Linked DNA regions of Sus scrofa: region 2 is linked to region 1. Evidence: chromatin contacts called from public HiChIP or PLAC-seq data. All regions are on one chromosome and are shown on one strand. The core of a region is the stretch at or near the end of the contact, and the rest is flanking DNA. Distances in the headings are between cores, read along the strand shown.

Region 1 (4,374 bases), core at 1,841-4,340:
AAAGAAAGAAAATTTTATTCAAGTGTCTGCTGGATATCCAAAGTAGCAAAGATGATCAGCCACTAGGGAAAATGAACAAGCAAATAAAACTGTAGCAAATGCAACCGCATCAGCTGGAGACTTTGTAAGAAAGTCATAACCAAGTGCAAAGAAAAATCAGCAGCTCCCCCGCTTCCTTGTCCTTGTTTATCTTTCCAGACATCTTCAAGCTGTTAGCATAGCTTTGCTGCTGTCGTCTTTCCATGACGGAAGTCAAGGAGAGCAAAGCAGTCCTGGAGGAATGATTCCTTTGGCTGCGATAAGGAAGCTAGGATGAAAAATGGAACCTTCCAGGTTAACCTAGACGTGGGAAAGAAAGATGGACAGCCATGAGAAGGAAGGGCTATTTGGGAAAGCAGTTTATTCTGATGATCCTATTGCCAACAAAAAAACCCCATACCTTTCCTCTTTGTGTGCTGGTCGAAAGGTGGATTTTGAGTGAGATGGGAAATAACGAAACAACCTGAAATGAGAGTTCCACGTCTGAACAGACCAGTGGTGGTTTTGAACCTGCCTCCTCAACGGAATATTTTAAATTGTAACTGTAGAGTAACCTCAGTTTCCAGTGTAGTAAAGATCAGAACCTTCCCTTTAGTGAAAGGTTTACACTGCTTCCTTAAGTACACATGCGTTTAAATTCATGCTTTTCCTTTGACTTCTAATGAACCTTTCTAATCCTAAATCAGCCCTTTAAATAATTGTTTCTCTGAACAGTAGACGGCTGAAATTGTCTTGGGGCAAATCTTTAGAGCATCATTTTTATTCATATCTTACTAGTGTTTTATTTATTTATTTATTTAGTCTTTTTGCCTTTTCTAGGGCCACTTCCCGCGGCATACGGAGGTTCCCATGCTAGGGGTTGAATTGGAGCTGTAGCCGCCAGCCTACACCAGAGCCACGGCAACACAGGATCCGAGCCAAGTCTGCGACCTACACCACAGCTTGCGGCAACGCCAGATCCTTAACCCACTGAGCAAGGCCAGGGATCAAACCCACAACCTCGTGGTTCCTAGTCGGATTCATCAACCACTGCGCCACGACAGGAACTCCGCTAGTGTTTTAAACATGGAGAAATGGAAAGGTGGTTATGCATTTTTTTTTTTTTAACTTCTAAATAGGCCAGTGTCTCTCAGCTTTGGCATTACTTGACATTTGGGCCAGATAATCCTTTGTTGTGAAATCTGTCCCTTGCATTGGAAGCTGTTTAGCAGCATCCATGACCTGTACCTACTAGATGCCAGGAGCACCATTCCCCCGCCCCCTCCCGGTTGTGACAACCAAAAATGTCTCCAGACATTACCGAATGTCCCCTGGCAGGTGGTGGGTGGAGAGGGTAGCATGTAAAATTGCCCCACAAAAGCAAACTAAGAAAAATCTCGGAGAAACCTGAATTTAGGGTCACTTTGTAAGAAAATAAGACAAACTAATGGGAAGCCTTACCTTGTCTATCCTTGCAAGTTTAGCATCAGTACCATACTGAACAGCTACTATTTGAAAGCGCTTTTAAAAGCTGGGTGTACAGAAGCATGTCCTCTGTTCTTCAGGCCCTTAGACTGAGAATATAGTTGGAGACGTACATATGTACCTACACACATAGTTATTACTAAAGGCATGATAACAAGTCTGCTTGTAGAATTGGGTAAGGTTTGCACGAGAGCCATTGTCCACCAAATAAAACCGAAAAACACTCAGTCCTTCAGGGAAGATCTGGGAGACTCTGTATGTGAATTCTTTCCTCCTCTCCCTTTAAAAAAAGTATTCCTGTGGCTATCTGTTCTCTCTGTCATAACTTCATTCCAGAATGAAGTGGGCCCTAGAGATGAAGCAGGCAGGTACCATTTTCCTCTTCCTAGGACACAGATATTTATTTGAAAGTTAATTTTATTTTAATGGGTTCCCACCAGCTTGACTGCAGGCAGAGTGGTAGTGTAAAAGGAGAGCTGGACCCATCTCAGTGGGATTTTTAGGTCATTCTATGCCACAAATTACTTTTTTGGCCCCTGGAAGGTCATTTGAACTCCCTGGACTTTGTTTTCTCCATTTCTGTTCAACTGCTAGCTTCCAGAGTATTTTATCCACTCTAGATTGGAATAAAAATTGTGCCTCTCTAGGCTTGGAATCTTACTTCTTTAGTACTCAGCATGGGACCCTAAATCACTGTTAATTGAGTTGAATTCAATTGCATGAGTAAATGTCAAACAGCATGCAAAGGTGAATTGAGTATCTTTTTCCAGCTCTGAAAGTACATTGACTTCAGTTGCTTTTGATAGCTAGTAATCTGTCTCCATCAATTCAGGGCTTAACTCTCCGATAGCGTTCTGAAAAGCTATATAAACATGAATAAAACTCTAAAATAAAGAGGAATATTTCTTTTGAGTAGGTGTTAAGAGGCAGCATGGCATACTGTAAAAAAAAAAAAAAGCAAAACAAAACCTCTGAAACCAGACTGTCTGGGTTCAAATCCCAGCTCTGCAATTTAGTAGCAGGTGGTCTTAAGCAGGTTACTTTGCCTTTTTGTGGCTGTTTTCTCATCTGTGAATTGGAGGTAATAATAGTTCCTATCTCATAATGTTGATTTGAAAATTAAATAATCAATTCCCTTAATAATTAAAACAGTGCCTAACCCAATCCTAATACTCCATAAATTTTAACTTTTGTCATTTACTAAGCATGACTCTGACAGTACCATATTTTTTATGTAGGAGAGGATTATATGTATTATATATGTATGTATATATATGAAATGTGTGTATATAATATATATTATATATATAATACATCTATATTTTTAACTCCCACCCACTTAGTGATTGCTTTGCCTTCTAACTCAATGTATTAGTTGTACTGATATAACTCCAGGGCCAGCTGCTATGATATCCCTATATATCCTTTCCCTTTATTATTTAAGTCACCACCCCTTGTATGATGGAAATCCACTGACCTCCTTCACTTGTTTTCCACTTTCATACTAAATTTGTAAGAGTCTGAATTTCTCCTGGTCACTTCCTGCTTCCACTTCCTACTCGCTAAGTGCACACTTCCTGCTTCCACTTCCTACTTACGCTGAATGCACAGAACCCACGAGATACCTCATATCCTGCGATTGCACTCACTAAGTCTTACTCTTTAATTTTAAAATTAGAATTAGATTGTCAAGTTCTTTTTGTAGATTGTCCATGTGTTTTAATATGAAAAACTAGATCTGACATAGACATATGCATTCTAGATGAAACTTCTGACATACTTGAGTAAGAAATAGGACTTTGGGCTAGAGGCCACAAAATGGGTTCATAATTATATTACTTAATTACATTGAGCCCAAACTATTTGGTTGGTGACATATGAACTCTCTATGGCAATCTATTTTTCCAAGAAAAGTGAGACTCCTTTTGGCTGCTGTTCCTTGGACAATATGTCATGCAGAATGCATGTCAAAGTCCCTCAGTGGGGCTTGTTAATTTGAAGTGTTGGTCCAGTGGGACTTTCTGATATTTAGGAATATTGTTCTAAGAGTCATCCTTCACGTCTCTTCCCCTTTGTTCACTTCTTTCACTACTCATTGTAGATTCACTCTTTTGCCCAAGCCATCAGCTAAAACCATATTCAGTTAATCTAACAGAAGAGGTATCTGTGCTTTGCAAATAAAATCAGTCATTCCTAAGTAACTGTCAACAGAAGGCTATTTGCTGTGAAATGCTGTTGAATGCTTTTTTGTGTTTGTGGTTTACTGGACATGAAACTGTTTATTTGAAATGTCATTTCATGGAATGTTCTGGTGTCAGTGGACAAAGCCTATGGCCAAAGATGTTATGCTTCAAAATGTGCATTTGGCACATAAATAATAAACCACCATCCATCCCAAAATTCTTCCAACTTTACCATTTTCTGTGAAGTTGGAATTTTAAGTTTTCAAGCCTACACAAGGGGCAAAAATTAGAATTAGCAGTACTACATGGTCGTTGCAATGTGAGATATATGTGAAACATCTTTTTAGAGAAGCATTAAATATAAGCATCTTGACTGTAATTTTTATAAAGCTTGAAAATCTACGTGTTAGAAAAATATTTTATTTATATATTTCTTCACTTGTTCACTCAACAAATATTAACTGTGTACTGATTGCATGTCAAGTGTGCCAGGTACTTTGTAACAAAGAGGAAGGAGACATAGTCCTTGAAGTCTTTGAAGTGGGAGAGATGTTTAATTCAAAAATTGCAGTGAAATTGTTATCAGCTCTTTAATTGAAGTGTGTGCAGATTACTTTGGGCAGCTCATGAAGGAAGGGAGCGGTGAGGCTTGGCTGAGTCAGGGCACCTTCGTGAAGGTGATCTTTGA
Region 2 (4,828 bases), core at 1,649-4,148, 290 kb before region 1:
CTTTTGTGTGGCCATTTTGGCTTTTTGATGGCGGGCTTTTATTTGAAACTACCACTTATGATAGACAGTAGGCACATTTCTCTTCCTCAGTTTCAATTCGTGTGATGTTCTTCTGACTCCATTGACAAACTGACAACATTAAAATACAGCTTTCATGGAGGTACTCGACTTTTGACATCTTTTGAAATAATCTGAATCACAACTTCATGTTTGTACTCCACCAAGTTCAACCAGAATTTGAAAGGCATGGTACTTATGGGACAATTGGACAGAATTGATGTTGCAGTGCATTGAGTGTCTCTTTTCCTATTACCTTGAAATTGGTAACTGGGGCTCAGGTATCCAGCACTCTTTGTTTGAAAGTGATATGCCAGTCACTGGGGTCAGATACTTTCTGCAGGGCTCAGTAAGGGGGGCGGGGGGCAAGCTGTTGTTACTGTTCTGAACAATCATCCCACGCCTCCTCCATCCCCTCCCAGATGACAGAAGAAGATGGGGGGAGAGAGGAAAAGAAGCCATTGTTACAGTAGTGAGCTGTTGACCAAATGTCCAAATGTTATAGTGTTTCTCTGGGACCTTCCTGCTTACCCCAAAGCGCTGTGAAAGGTAGCCCCCTGGACGAGGGCCTCGGGATGTCACAGGAGACTGGCTTCTCATTCCTGGTGAGATGGTGGATGAGGTGGTGCAGCAGAGGCCCTGCTTGGTGCTGTCGTTAGCGTGGAGTGGAGCTAAGTGTGGAGAAGAAAGGTGGTTGACTGACATGGGTCCCCGAAGTTAGGGGCATATGTGAACTTGGAAATGGGTGGCTGCTTCTTGCCTGACTTTTGTGGTCTACCAGAGCTCTTAGAGAAGAGGTGACAGGGTAAGGTGTCTAAGAAGGCAGAGGAAATCCTCCACCCCACCTGGAAGGCTCAGAAGAGGATTTTCATGGTTCCTGTGGCTCCTCAGAAGAAGCACAGAATGCAGAATGGGAGGCATGAGTTTGGGGACAATCAAGTGACATGTCCTTAAGGATGGGCCAGGTGGTTGGGGCATGGATGCTGGCAGAGACAACCTGGAAACACAGCTGTCCCGCTCTCTGAGAGCATCCCCAGTCATGGATAGAGATGAGGAGAAGCAAGGCGTCTCTCCAAGTAGACCACATGCGCCTCCTGGGCAGAAACTGCCAAATGAGTGAAGACTACCAGCAGCAGAGAGAACTGGATCCCGCAGAGTGGACAGTGAGCCAGACTCACATAGCATAGCTGCCTGCCCCTCACAGGCAGCCGGCCTGAGAAGTCAAGCCCTGCCAACTCACAGATTCCCCACTTCCCCCTCCAAACACTGGCCACTGAAGCCTGGAGTGGGAAGTGGGGGGAGGTCCCCGGGACGCCGAGCACCTCTCTACCTGTAGGGTGGGGAGGGGAGGAAAGGAGACCAGGGTCCCTCCCTCTCTAAGCCCCGACCTGAGGTGGGGCTGGCCCTGGGGAAATGGAAGGAGAGCTCTAAACTGCATGAGAAACAGGACTCTAAAAAATAAATAGGTTTTGAGTCTTAAAAACTGGAATGATATTCTTTCAATAACTGAAAGTGATCAGGAAGTTGTAGAATCTGCCCAGATGTTATTAAGGGGCTGAAAGATATGATGCCTTGTAGCCCAAGAGGCAGGAGGGATGAGAGAAAATAAAACCATTTCAAGTGTGTGTTCCCTAGAGTGCAGACCATGGCAATTGCCTGGTTATGTGCAATGCAGTAGGAAGGCTATGGATATTAAAGTCAGGCTGACTTGGGTTTTGGGTCCTTGCTCAGCCACATTCTTTGCACATGATTTTTGGCAAATTACTTTTTGCACAGTTTCCTTAACTGTGAAATGGGGATAGTTTGTAACAACAGCCTTTCCGAGATTTGGGGCAAGATTAAGTGCAATCCGTTCTGGGACGTGTCTAATGTGATGGCTGCAGCATAGCTCCTTGAAAGGGAGAATGAACGATTACTATAACGCTAGACAGATGTGGTAAGTCAAGGACTAATGGCCAGAGTAGCTGTCGGATGTCATTTGCAGTAGTTGGACGTATCGAATTTGCTAAGTATTTGATGTTTTCTGAATCCCAAGCTCTCCTTTTCAGTGAAGGCAGTAGATTTTCAAAGCATTCTTCTGCTCAATTTGGAAGTTTAGATGTGTCTAACTGGAATCTAATATGATGAAGACCGTGAAAAAGGGCCTCTTGTCTTGATCAGAAAGATGAGGACGCTCCAAAGAGGAGATCTGAGGCAGGGTTTCTGCCAGCCTCTGAATGCGCCACACACGCTTCACTGGGAAGACCTCTGAATGACATACTCTTGGCCTTGGGAGTGCATCCTTGGCAACCTTGGCAGGAAGGGGTTTTCATGTTGCCAGCTCGGGGCTGGCTTGAGTGTCTCTCTCCCGACCCTTCCTTGTCCCCCACCCAAGGAACTTTTGTTTGTGTGATGGCCATTGTATCTCTTCCCTCCTACTTTTGTTGGCCCTGGCCCAGCCTTCCTTGCCACATCCTCCAAGCTCAGACATGCATGTGGGAGCTTTGCTTGGAGAAGGCCTCCGCCTTGACGTTATCATTCTCATGGGGTTCCTCATCTCTCTTTACTTTGGAACCTTGCTTCCCTGGTGACCCACTGAAAACCGAAGTAATGCTGGCAAGAAGGTGATGCTCTACTTCCTTGCTGGCATGAGAAGGGGCAGTTGCAGAGCCGCGGAGTTAACAAGAAGGCTCCTTCTGCCTGTGGATGGTCGGTTTGTCCTTGGCAGCCAGTGTTGGGTATACGGTAGAGAAGGGTGCTCCTTCCAGAAGCTGTCCAGTCTGTGCTTGAAGGAAGTGCTGTCTTCATTCTGGAATGAGAGCTACTTGCCTGTAGAATAAACTTGGCCTCTGGTCAGCAGACTTATTGTGGGCGGAGGAGCTTTCAACACGCTGTGTGGGCCTCCAGGGGGGTGTGTGGCACAGGCGGGAAGGAAGTGATGAGGAAGAAGAAAAAGGATGGGGAGGGAAGGGGAGAAGAGGGAGGGAGGTGGCTGAGAGCTGCAGCTACTGAGGACCCATCACACATTTTTACTGAAAGAGTGATGATGTCCCAGTACTTTGTGTTTATGAATTTATTTTGATAGCTAACACTTTAAATACTGCTTCCTGTGTGTCAGGCATTGCACCAAACGCTTTATTTGTGTTAACTCTTCATCTTCACTCCACACCTAGAGGTAGGTAGTATAATTATCATCATTTCAGAGAAGGGGAAACAGATATGGAGCCATGAAGTAATTTTTTTTTTTTTAAGATCACACAGCTAGTAAGTGGTACAGCCAGGAATTATATCTTCATTTTCTTTTTCTTCTTTTTCTTTTCGCCACAGCTGTGGCAATGCTGGATCCTTTACCCACTGTGCTGGCTGAGATCAAACCCGTGGCTCCCCAGGGACCCAAGCTGATGTAGTTGGATTCTTAACCCACTGCACCACAGCAGGACCTACTTCTTTTTCTTTTACTCGTCTTTTTTCTTTTCCTTCCTTTTCTTTTCTTCTCTCTCCCTTTCCTTTCTTCTCTTTTTCCTTCCCCTCCTTTCCCTTTCCTTCTCTCTTCACTCATACTGTAAACAAGTGTCTTTTTTTTTGTGGTGATCTATTTGTGCCACATTTTTCACATCTTGGTGCTTTTTGGGGGGTGATGACACTGTTTAAAACGGTCCTCAGGTGCAGTGCTGAAGTGCTGCCCAGTGTTGCTAAGCACAGGAAGGCCCTGATGTACCTTATTGGAAAGTAGCATGTGTTAGATAAGCTCTGTTCAGGCCTTTGAGTTATAATGCTGTTGTCAGTAAGTTCAATGTTAAGGAATCAATAGATGTTAAATACGGTGTCTTTAAAAGGAACACATATAAAATAAGGTTATGTATTGATAAGTAGACAAAAATGTTGTAACCAGAGGTTCACAGGAATCTAGCCTTGTATTTCCTTAGGAGCCATGGTTCAGTATTCTATAGTTTAGTGTTTATGGGGACTTTATAGAATAAAGCAACTGCTGTGAATAATGAGTCCTGATTATATATCTTTTTCTGGCAAAGATGATATAAATATCTCCTTGCCATCTAAGTTTGGCTAGATGTACAGCCATCTCTCTGAGAAGTGTGGTCAATTTGCTGAACACTGCCACTGTACAGGTTTTGTTTTCTCAGTTCTTAAGATCTCATACACAGCATCGTACATGGCGCCTGGGCAAGTGGTTGGTGCTCATTAAATGCTTATTGAATGAATGAGTGAATAAATGAATGCTTCATATCTCTAAGATAACCCAAGCTCGTATTCTTAAGAAAAACATGACTGGACCTGGGTGTCAATATCTCCTTTCTTTTTAAGTAAGTCAGAAAACCTTTAAGTTGCCTTCTAGTTGATCATGAACTACTTAGTGAGCACTGGCTATTGAGATTTTCTGAGTGGTATTTTATAGTTTGCTATACAGATTGTTTATTCCCTTAGTCCCATCTGATATGATTAAGGTGTATTCATCTTGGGTAAGAGTGCCCTCTTGACTTATCAAGAGCACTTTGGTTTGTTGTTGTCATTGTTGGCTTTTCATTTTTAAAAATTTTGGCATATGCACACTGTGGGATATGGAATGAGCACGGTACTGTCTCCTTTGGGCTTGTTCCAAACCCAGCCACTCTATCACAGCACGTTTTATTGTCCCCAAAACATTATCTGAAATTACCTTGCTTTTGGGGGGGGGTCTGTTTGCTTATTTTCTGTCTCTCTTCATATAAGTATGTAGTCCAAGAGAGCTTTTGTTTTTTCTGTTGGTGAATCTTCATCACTTAGACCTACCTTT

What was found. HiChIP or PLAC-seq counts read pairs in DNA pulled down with a chosen protein or histone mark.
Region 2: a contact with region 1 is called in an H3K27ac HiChIP or PLAC-seq map of alveolar macrophages. The contact joins two enhancer-like sites. A contact is called at or near these places in 1 of 47 Hi-C or Micro-C datasets (liver) and 1 of 2 datasets of contacts at active chromatin or transcription factors (alveolar macrophages).

Annotation. Positions count from the first base shown.
Region 1 is chr4:39,638,372-39,642,745 of Sscrofa11.1, reverse strand. All of the region lies in intron 4 of CPQ (carboxypeptidase Q), which reads left to right. Among named protein-coding and RNA genes, the nearest start is that of CPQ, 220 kb to the left of the region's middle. Within about 2 kb of position 3,090, at least 2 of the 83 cell types and tissues checked have an H3K27ac peak or open chromatin away from gene starts, as enhancers often do. A contact at or near this core is called in alveolar macrophages, where this site is marked.
Region 2 is chr4:39,923,166-39,927,993 of Sscrofa11.1, reverse strand. No RefSeq gene overlaps it. Among named protein-coding and RNA genes, the nearest start is that of CPQ, 70 kb to the right of the region's middle. Within about 2 kb of position 2,898, at least 3 of the 83 cell types and tissues checked have an H3K27ac peak or open chromatin away from gene starts, as enhancers often do. A contact at or near this core is called in alveolar macrophages, where this site is marked.